2 separate regions of the Mus musculus genome follow, and region 1 is linked to region 2. Evidence: chromatin contacts called from public Hi-C data. All regions are on one chromosome and are shown on one strand. Each heading gives the region's core, a stretch centred on a gene start, on an enhancer-like site or on the middle of the called end of the contact. The rest is flanking DNA. Distances are from core to core; before and after follow the strand shown.

Region 1 (5,279 bases), core at 2,049-4,548, 330 kb before region 2:
TGCAGGGTATCTGATATAAGACCTCTGTGGAAGGGTTGTCTGACCCCAAAGGGTCTCAAACCACAGGTTGGGAAATGCCACCCTAAGTAGTTCTTGGGGGACCTGAAGGAGATCTTCAAGGCCCATCAATGTAAGATACTCAAATGTCTGAAGGAACCAGTTATTTTTTAATACATCATTTTTGTTAATTCTTTGACAATTCCATACAATATTCTTTGATCATCTTCCCATGCCCTCCTCTAGCTCCTCCCAGATACACCTTCTCAGGCCCTTATCCTCTCCTGACTTCCTGTCTTCCATTCACTGGAGCATGGCTAGCCACCAGGGCCTCACTCTGAAAGAAAACTGGCTCTCCTTCTCCTAGAAGCCATCAAGTGTTAATACCTGCTTTGGGTGGGGCCTCACAGACCCCTCCTTCCTACCTCTGTGCTCGGATGTTGACTAGCTTGACTTTGTGTAGGCAACCACAACAGCCCTGAGTTCATGAGTGCAGACGTTGTATTGGGTCTAAAACTCTCTTTCTAGTGTTCTCCACCCCGTGGCTTCTGCACGTTTCCACTCCTCTTTTGAACTGGCTCCAGAGCCTTGATACAGGCTCTGTTTCAGGATCTATGGGGGTGATACAGACTGAGTTCACCACACTGATCCTCATACTCACGGAGTCCCTGCAATTGGGTCAGCTGTAAGTTTCTGTGTTGACCACTGTCCACTTCATAAGGAAACTTCTCTGATCTCGAAAGTAACCTATTGGTATAGTCACAAATTTCAAGGGCAGTCTAATGCTATGTCCACTTAGTAGAATAACAGACTGATGCTATGAGTCTACCCATGGGACCTATGAGACCCCCAATTATGTGTCCTTGGCCAGATGTACCATACCAGGTATGCATCTCTTTTGGTGGATAAAGCCTTAAATTCAACCAGAAAGTGGTTGGTTACACCCATAAAATCCATGCTACTACTCTATGGAAATTCCCGTTATTGTTTTACTTCACAGGGTTCATAAGCAGATAAGAGGTGAGCCCCTTTTTCCATCAGCAGACTGCATAGAACCCTCTAGTGCTATGAAAGCTAGCCAAGAGATAGAAGGGCTTTCTGCACAGTACCAACTTGGTTTCCTCATTCACGTCCTGTGACCAAAGCCTGTGGTGACTTCAGCAAGAGGCTCTTACCATCAAGTTCTGGTAGGTGACAAAGTAAAGTGGAAATGGCCTGTATTGTTGTGGCGGGTCTCAGGGTTGCCCCTGACAAATGACTTGAGGGGCAGTATCCCACACCTGACACTGTGGCTTCTGAGAGGAGCAGAGAGAAACCAAGTGGGTACTGTTCAAGAAGCTTCCTCCAGTTGGCTTGCTATATAGGCTGCACTAGGGTAACTCCATTTAAACACACACACACACACACACACACACACACAGAGAGAGAGAGAGAGAGAGAGAGAGAGAGAGAGAGAGAGAGAGAGAGAGAGGGAGGGAGGGAGAGAGAGAGAGGGCACAAGATGCTTTGGAGCCAGGTCTTGAGATGGTTTAAAGAAAAGGCAAAGATGCCATCGATTTAACAGAAATTAATTTCTTAATAGTTTTGGAACCTGGATGCACAAGAGCAAGGCTCTGGAAAAATCTGTTTTCTTGAGGGACATCTTCCAGCTACCTTATCGTTGTGTACCCACATAGGAGAGCGAGAGAGCACTCTGGTGTCTCTGAGGAGACGTCGAATATGTTCACACCAGCCTTCACTCTCACAATCTCATTTTTCTTTAATTACTTCTGTAGAGACACCATCTCTTAACACAGCCACACTGGAGACTTCAAGTGTTAGCTTGTTAGGGGTCTCAAGCATCCAGTTTATATGGTTGTGAGATCACAGCCCTTCTGAGGGACCCCATGCCATTTCCGTCTCCTCCTCCTGTGGCAGAGTCTGGTTTCTCCAGCTGTGATTGTCTTGTTTGAGTGACACGTCTTTCGTCTGCTCATCTCCTCCCATATTGGTCTCTGTCTGTCTTGCCCTTACACACCTTACTCCTCTCTTGCCTTTCTTTTGAGACCATTTTTGTTACTCTTTAAAAAATAGGAAGGAGAGAGCTTTTGGGGTGTGTGGTATCCCTGGCATGGGTTTCCCCTTGACCTTTTATATGTGGAAGCTGAGCTGAAAATACTGAGACATTGAACCCAGGCATAACCTTAGGAGCCCTGGTGTCCTGAAGAGCTGCCCTGGGTTTCTCTGAAGATTGCCTCCCGCCCTTACCTGTGTGCCTTCCCCTCCAATCAAAGGCTCTCTAGCTCATCAGATGTAGGTAGAAGGGACCTTCTGGTCTGCTTTCCTGGGAATCCTGTCTCTGTTGTAGAGTGCCCACTCTGGTCTTCTACAATAAAATCATTTTGAAATCTTAATTGCAACCCCACACAAACCAGAGCAGGGACTGGCCAGGGGACTCACAGCAAGTAAAAACTGGGGGTTGTGACTTGAGCTCCTTTGTCTTTTTGGTTCTGCCCTGTCTCAACCCTTAGGTGGGTCACGTTGAGGGGCAGGCAGGTGTGGCCTTGGTGCAATAGGACCCATTGGCAAGAGTTTCTAGTCAAAGGACACACAGGCATTTAGGGTCCTCTATGTGGAGGAAGATATACCAGGGTCCACTGTATACACACACAAAATCCAAGCCCCTGAATGCGTGGGGGATGGGATACGTCACACAACTAGATTCTGGCTCTCTGTGAGTCATGTATGAAGTATTGAAGCTAGAAGTATGAAAGAAAGATTTCCTTACCACAGGCCCTTCTCTCTCTGGGTATCCAGGGTCTGCTTGCTACTGTTCTTTTCCCCACTGCGAGACTTCTGGAAAATGAACTCTTTGAAGCTGTCTCATCTATAGGAAGGTAAAATCCTGTGTTGTATGTCTTAAGAGATGGCTGAGGGTCCTTGAGTCTGTTAGCCATTGTCCTCAAAGTGCTGTACCACAGCAAGTACCCATAATGAGTGAAAAGAGCAACCATCCCTTCTCACTGCCTTGCAGATCAATCAGATGGTTTGGGCTGTGGGTAAGCTGACCCAACTTCGGGTTTTGTGGGTCTCCTCCTGGGACCAGTGGACTAAAGTACAAAAATCACAAGTGGAAACAAATTGTCCAATCTAGATCAAAGCAGATTGCATGTCCAAGTCAAGAGTCAATAGGATCCACCCAAAGTAGGGAGCCCTCTTACCAGCTATGAGGCAAAAAACCACGGCGAGAAGGAGAAGATGGATTGTAACACAGTGCTGAACTACTCAACACCTCCTGGTAGTTAGCCAGCAGACCAGAAGGGGAGGAGTTGGCTCAGGCCAGGCTTGTTCTGCAAGGGAAGTTGGGCTACAAGAGGCAGGCAAAGAGTACACTCTACTCTTCCCATCCCAGAGTCCTCTGTCCTCGTCCACACTTGCTTCCAGCTTGGTCAGACCGAGTGTCTACAGAAATGCTTCCTGTGCCCAGAGGAGCACAGATTGTTTTAATGCGGCTGGAAACTTCCAACGTCAGAAACACAGGGAAGACAGCCGTTAACTCTGCAGGAAGCACAGCCCGGCTTCCCAGTGATGTCAGAATGTTTGTGTCTTTGTGTTTCTGTTTGGGCACATGGAACACGTGAGGATGGGTGGGCGGCTGAGTGGGAGCGCGGAGGTCTGTGTTTGTGTGCATGTGCGCTGTGTTCATGTTTTTGCCAATATGCCTGTCTCAGTCATGCTCAAAAATCTGTCTTTGTAGGCTGGGAGCAGAAAGAGGTTTTCAAAATTAGACAATATTATCACCAAATAGTTTTTGTTTTTTTAAAGAAATGAATTAAAAGGATCAGACCTCTTCCAAATGCTCTAAGTCAGGGATATGTGTGTGTGTGTGTGTGTGCGTGTGTGTGCATACACATGAATGTATGTATGCATACATGCATCTATCCCCTGGGCTGTATTTGGAGGTAGAGTATAAATAGATTGATGTCTTTCACCTCAGTTTCTCTGGTTCTATTTCTGCTGCAACTAAAATGATTTTTGGTAAGTTATCTTAGAACTCACACAGATGTAGAAAAACTGCTTGTCTTAATTAGTTACACATTACTTCTAATAATAGACTTTATCTATCTATCCATCTGTCTATCATTTTTAGGCCATTTGAGGATCTACTTTTCCATAGGTAGGGAGCGGGGAGTACAGGTTGGCCAATGCTGTTGTTGTCTTTCTGATGCAGTCTCTGGGTTTAAATCCTGCAGCAATGCACAGTTGGGCAGATTGGTTCTTGGTGAGTACCCCACCCCTGGTGCCATCCCTTAAAAAAATACCTCAGACACACATATGCATAAAGGAGATGGTAGATTAGGTTACCTGGGAAGGCAATACACAAATGTACCTTCACCAGAAGATTAACGGATGGTTGCAGGGAGTTGCTGATGAAGGAATTTTGTGTAAGAGCAGGCCCTAGCTGCTGGGGCTCATCTGTCTCTGCTGTCACTCTCCTGGTGACTGCCTGTGCAGCAGGGAACTATCTGGGCTCCCCATATTTGCCTCCCTCCTCTGCTTTCCCTCTCTGCAGGAATCCCACATCACTGAGACCCAGAGGCAGAACTCTCTAGCGGAGGGGAGCCAGGAGAAAGGCTGTTAAGGTCAACTGTTTTTCTGTCTATCTGTCCTGTGCCCTTGTCTGACCTCTTAAAGTCACCTTCACAGTCTTTGGAGATTTAGAGCTATACCAAGGCAGGTCTAGCAAAAGTGAGTAGTGCCTTTTTTGGCAACCACTCATTGGTGACCAGCACTTCGATCAAAATCTCTGCCTAGAAATCTCATGTTCCCATGTGATGGGGAGCAAAGGGGCAACACACACACACACATGCACACATGTATACACATACATGTATACATACATACACACATGTACACAAACAGGTATATACATACTTTTATAACTCCATACTTTCTTCTTGAACTTAAAAGCAACAACTACCAACCTCTCCAAATAGTTTTAAGATAATGGGCACTCACCTTTTATACCACATTTTATCTATCTTTGAACAAAGTCAATTTCTGACTTACGTTGGTCCCTATGTCCATTGAAATATCAGACATTAAAAATGGGTTGGAAACTCCTAAGTTGCCAACCATTCCAGCTGAGCAGCCGTACAGTAGAGTATAGAGTATACATAATGTTCCCCATGATCACAGGGTTGCCCTGAGCTACACTATATGCAGCCACCCAGCGTGGATCTCACTGAACACTGTAGCTTGGAAAAATACCCAAAAAAACAGAATACACCTTCCACTTAATG
Region 2 (5,583 bases), core at 348-2,847:
GGAAACTGCCAAATAGAGAGGATAGACAGCCAACAGACAAACAGCTGCTAGAAATGCCCTGTCTTGCCCAGTTACAGTTTAGATACAAAATGCCCCCCCCCCCGGGGAGCACATCTGATGGACACTTGACCCCTAGCAACTGGTGGTATTTTGAGATGTTCTAGACACTTTAGGAAATGAGCCCTAGCTACAGGAAGTAGGTCATGGGGTCAGATCCTTAGGGCTTCCACCCAGTCCCTTCCTGTGACGAAGAGGTCCCTCTGCTGCATTCTCCTACCACTGCGATATTCCGCCAAAGCACATAAGACCACATAACTGTGAGCCAGAAAGCTCCCCCTTCTTCCCCTCTGGTGAGTTGTTCTCATGGGTTTTTTGGTCACAGCTACATAAAAGCAACTTAACTACCCCTGAGGATGTTAATACTACATTCTACTGGCCTTCTGGGTCAACCAATGTTCGGGGAGTTCTGAGAAATATTACATGATAAACCCAGATATTACCACAGGGAGCAGGGAAGGAAAAAGCCAAAACTGTCTTAACGGTCAGCATGGATCCACCTAGAAAGGTCTATGACTATCAAGAGGCGAGGGGGTAAGCTGATGGTCAGATAGTATTAGTCGGGAAAGTCTTAAAATATCCATATAATGTACAACCGGACAATCAATTTTATTCAAGGAAATAATCAATCTGCCTTTGAACCCTGGGTCAGAGGTCAGGGGTTCATAATCCTACCGAAAGAGACTTTTGACAGTGCATACAAGAGCCTCTCATCACCCTGTATTCTTACCTGCTGCCATCTTCTCAGGGGCTCAGGAGTATAGAGGTAGAAGTAAGGGGGATGTAAGGAACTGGGATGAAATTGAAAGCAGGGGGTTACAGTTATATATGTAATTTCCTCAGTGGAGACAGCATCGAAGCCATTTTGCTGATTGCTCAAGAGCTTAACAGAAAGAGTCCACCCTGCTTGTCTGAGTTCAGCTGGCTTCTACGTAGCGCTGAATGGCTTTGTTCAGATTGATTCTGGCAGTGCCAAAAAAAAAAATCAATACATTGCTGCCTACTAGGGCTGACTTGGCTGTTTAAACAGGAGAACTTAGACCAGTTTAGAAAAACCAGATCAGATCCTCTGGGTGTGACCCCCTTTTCTCCTGTGTAGCTGCTGGAATGATAAAAAAAAAAAAAATTCCACCCCAAATACATTTCATGGAAGCCTCCTATGGCCCTGGCCTGTAATAATGGACTACACCCATTAAGCTGCTTGTTAGGCCCCTGGTAATTTCTCCATATTTGGCCAACAACCCAAGCGGTAGCCTGTGCTTTTCATGGCCTGTGAGGGGCTGTAGTCTTGGTGTTTCAGTGTCCCATCGCAGGTGACAGTCTTCTGCATTATGACCTTAAAGAGCCCTCCAAAGGGCCCTGCAGCTAGCCTTACCAGGCACCATAGAAGTGGCAGTCACTAAAAAAGGAAAAAAAAAAAAAAAGCCTGCCTCACCTCCCAACACAGGGTGCTAGGTTTGTAGGTGAACCCCGTATACAGTAGGCTTCGCCTTTTCCTTCGGGCTGCCCAGGGTCTCTGAGATGCCTCCGGCAAAAGGGAAGTGCCACACGGTTCCACCATCTGTTGATCTCTGGGTCCAAGCCCTTCATGGAGAGAGGTGGGTGAAACTGAGTGAGCCGTTAGCAGAAGGTTTTAAATTTGGAATTTAGCCTCTAATCCGTGCTCTTCTAAAGACCTTGGCTTGCAGCCTAAGTGGATGCTGTCTCCCTCCATCCAATATTTGCTCTTGCTGCTATCCTAATTTCTGTAGAAATTAACCAAGTGCTTTCGTCTATTTATATCGCAATTGCGGCCAGATTGGTCCATTAGAGTACAATCACCACCAAAACTGGCCCTCTGCATTGTTAGGGTAAAAGCCCTGATTTATAAAATAATAATGGGAATTGCAATCCTGACAGTAAGTAACACAGGAAAATACTGTGCCCGATTCTGAGATTATGCGCAAGGAATAGATTCAGGCTAATAGAATTAAGTCCAGGAGGCCTGGGGCAAGGTCGGGACACTCAGAAATTACTTGCTTTGTCTTTGAGCCACTGGACAATTTACCAGCCCAAGATTCACCAAGGTACAAAAGATGATGATAAAAGACATACTGATTTGGGGTACCGATCCCTAAGACAATTATGGAAGCTTGGAAAATACTGGCTGATACCCACATGCATTAGCCAGTGGTCTGAGCCCATCATGGTAAGAGTTATTTATGTATCAGTCTAGGGCAGCAACTTTCAACCCCTTTGGCAAGCCTGTCTTTCTAAATATTTACATTATAACTCATGATGGTAGCAAAGTCATAGTTACAAAGTAGCAAAGACAATCATTTTACGGTTAGGGGTCACCACAACCTGAGGAACTGTGTTCGAGGGCTGCAGGACTAAAAAGGTTGAGAACCACTGATTTAGGGTCAATATACTCCAAACTGAACCCTTAAATATCTCCCTGCATCTTTGGGATGCTCCGTGACAGTGAAATGGGCAAATAGTTCGAATGTAAATATCTGTTGTGTTTAGAAACATTCTAGTATAACTTGGATATCCCCAGAACCCACATGAAGGCAAGAAAGAACCTCCTCCCAGTGGATGCCCTGCCTCTCCCTCCTCAGGGCTGGGGTCAATGGTGTGTACCTCCACTCCCAGCTTAGACATCTTCTTACCTCACCTTAATCTTTTCCCTGCTCACTGCAGGAGCCTTACGTAAATGTACACACTCAGGTACATTGAGAGGAGAGAGGAGAGACCGCCTAGTGATTGTACACACTTCTGGTATAGAGCAAGAGAGTGGCCCAAAGACCCCCAGGTGACCCCAAATCTGTGGGCATTCTCTGGGATGCATGGATATAAAGGCTGCCTGGGTTCCTGACCCACCTTGAAAGCAGCTCCCTTCCTCTGTGGTCCTGAGGGAGGTCATACCTAAGGTTCATTGCCGGGTTTACTCTGAAAGGCCCCTGCAGCTAGCCTTACCAGACACTCAGAAAAGCCCTTCACGAAGCCAGACAGGACCCTGCCCTTCCACCCTCCGCCACGAAAGGAAGAACTTTTTATACAGTGAGTCTTTGGAATTCCCTTTGCTGCTGCTGGCTTTAGTGGTAGCAATGAGGGGTCAGAATGTCCTGGCCAGGGGAAGAGAGGGACTGGTTGATAGAGTAGCCTTGTGGAGGACTGAGGACTCTGCAGGAGACTTCCTACTGGAAGAAACTTGTGACTAGACTTCACGCCCCATGGTAGAATGATTGGGCTGAGAGAGTGAGCAAGCTCAAGCTGGCCAAGTCAAAGCCAGTCTAAAATCCCTACTATGGCCGGGCAGTGGTGGCGCACGCCTTTAGTCCCAGCACTTGGCAGGCAAAGGCAAGCGGATTTCTGAGTTCGAGGCCAGCCTGGTCTATAGAGTGAGTTCCGGGACAGCCAGGGCTACACAGAAAAACACTTGTTTCAAAAAAAAGAAAAAAAAAATTCCCTACTGTGCCACTCACCAGCTCTGTGAGGTGAAGCAAGCCAGGAATCTCTTGTCCAGGATGGTGATGAGTGGAGAGCCTCCACCACACATCTCTGTGGCTGTCAGCTCCTTCAGGAGTTCTGGAGGCTCGGGTAGCTGACCTTGGCCATGAGGTTCATGGCTCTGGGAAGAGGGTAAGACAAGTGGACTTAGTCCTCTGGGGAGGGGGGGTGTCAGTGGAAGAACTGAGGAGTTCCGAAGTTCCAGAGTACCTCCATCCTACAGATTAGTTCCTAACCACCTTCCTGATGCTGCAGCCCTTAATATAGTTCCTCGTGGTGTAGGGACCCCCAGACCATAGAATTTTTCCCTTGGTACTTCATAAGTGTAATTTTACTACTGTTGTGAGTCGTTATGTTAATATCTAGTATGCAACCCCTGGGAAAGGGTCATTTGACACTCCCTGCCACCAAGAGTTCAAGGCGCACAGGTTAAGAACTGCTGTCATAGACCATTTCAGGATGATCAAAGAGTGGCCCAAAGCTATTAGGTTCTATATATGATCATTGTCATTTCAGCAGATTTATTTTGCTTACTTTTAGACCATTTGACTTTGTGGCTGCCATTTAATGTCATGTGGCTAGTAGCCACTGTCTTGTATAGTATGGCTCCTTAATATGTTAATCCTCAGGAATGCTCTAGAAGGTTGGAGTGACCTTTTTCTCTATCACACACTGTAAATCAAGTCTATCCTGTGAGACACTGGCATCAGACATCCTAGGAGTTTTCTATATTGGACTGGAAGTGGGCTCTTGCCTAGAACATGCAAGGGCCTGAGTTCAATCCACAGCACCATAAAACTAAAATAATCAGCAAAGGCATCCAAGTTTCCTGCATGAAAGAGAACTGAGAACATTTTTTTCAAGGACAGCCAGAGCATCCACATACGGACAGGTGTTCTGATGGATAGTGCCTGCTCCGGAACATTTCAACTCTAGTTTCTGTTTTGAGCATCTTGGTACACTCTTGAGACAAATTCTGCATGTCTCTTATTTAGTCAGGCTAATGGGCCACATTACCCTTGTACTCCTTGTTCCATGCCCACATTTCTTCCTTATAATCGCATCAAAGCCATCACCTTCTCTTAGGAGACACCTTCCCCAGGGTTCTAGGAAAGGCTGGAAACAACCTTCCCGCTTCTGTTTTACTTCACTCTGTCACAGGGTGGTTTCCTGGGCTACTGATGGAAAGGAGGGTTTTCACAGAGGGACCAAAGGATGCCACACACTTCCCCTCTTATAGTAGAAAATTAGAATTGTTAGTTTGGAACCCAGTCACATGGAACAGGAAATATGTCATCAAGACTGGAAGGGTCAGGAAAAGGTTTTAATGAAAAGTAGTATTATTTCTAAAGTAACTTAGTCTTTCATTTATTCCAGAGAAAAGTCCTTGGGGTGTTTAGGAGAAAATGTAGTAAATGATAATGAGGGCCCAGGCCCCCACAAAGGGGCTGTAGATAGTCACCTTAAGGAAACTTCTTCGAGATCCTCCAGCCCTTGACAGTGGTCCAGGCCAGATCTTATTCTTCTTCCAAGTTTAGGCAGGTAGAGACAGCCACCATGATGGCTGAGGGACTTGTGCCTTAAGAAATGTCCAGATAGGTGATCACTTTGATGTGGTCAGCCTGCCCCTCATCTCTTCAGATGTGCAAGCCCTCTGTGGTCTCTGAGCATGTGTGAGCCGAAAGGTCCCCAAACCTCAGGGACAGCTAGGTAGCGTGTTGGTCAGCCTCCTAACCTTGGCTTCAGACCCTGAACCCAAGCTTATGTGGCTACTTTCTGCCAAGAACAGTCAAAGAAAGGAGGAACACACCTCAATGCAAGGATTCCCTGCAAATTAAAGGCACAGAACTCCGGGTTCTGGACTTCCTATATATGACCTCTCTCTGAACATGAAGAAATGAGGCACCTAGTGTTCCACAAAACCAAGATCTAAAATGGTCAATAACTGCAACAGCCTCCCTTGTTATATGGTGCGCTACCCCTTGGCACCGTCTTCTAGTAGGCTGGGGGTCTCATTTTGAATGTCTGGTACAG

Evidence for each region. Hi-C and Micro-C count contacts between places; a contact is called where the count stands out from the background.
Region 1: a contact with region 2 is called in a Hi-C map of cerebellar granule neurons, with 2.4 times the contacts expected there. The contact joins two enhancer-like sites. A contact is called at or near these places in 2 of 39 promoter capture datasets (hippocampal neurons and pre-B cells), 21 of 484 Hi-C or Micro-C datasets (cardiomyocytes, cerebellar granule neurons, cerebellum and 12 more), 5 of 115 datasets of contacts at active chromatin or transcription factors (acute myeloid leukemia, embryonic basal ganglia, embryonic limb bud and 2 more) and 2 of 9 other capture datasets (embryonic tail and embryonic trunk).

The regions. Positions count from the first base shown.
Region 1 is chr8:26,679,325-26,684,603 of GRCm38.p6, reverse strand. The region is part of intron 2 of Gm32098 (a long non-coding RNA gene); the gene reads left to right. Among named protein-coding and RNA genes, the nearest start is that of Gm32098, 17 kb to the left of the region's middle. Within about 2 kb of position 3,298, at least 14 of the 459 cell types and tissues checked have an H3K27ac peak or open chromatin away from gene starts, as enhancers often do. A contact at or near this core is called in cerebellar granule neurons, where this site is marked.
Region 2 is chr8:26,345,470-26,351,052 of GRCm38.p6, reverse strand. No RefSeq gene overlaps it. Among named protein-coding and RNA genes, the nearest start is that of Gm31843, 33 kb to the left of the region's middle. Within about 2 kb of position 1,597, at least 5 of the 459 cell types and tissues checked have an H3K27ac peak or open chromatin away from gene starts, as enhancers often do. A contact at or near this core is called in cerebellar granule neurons, where this site is marked.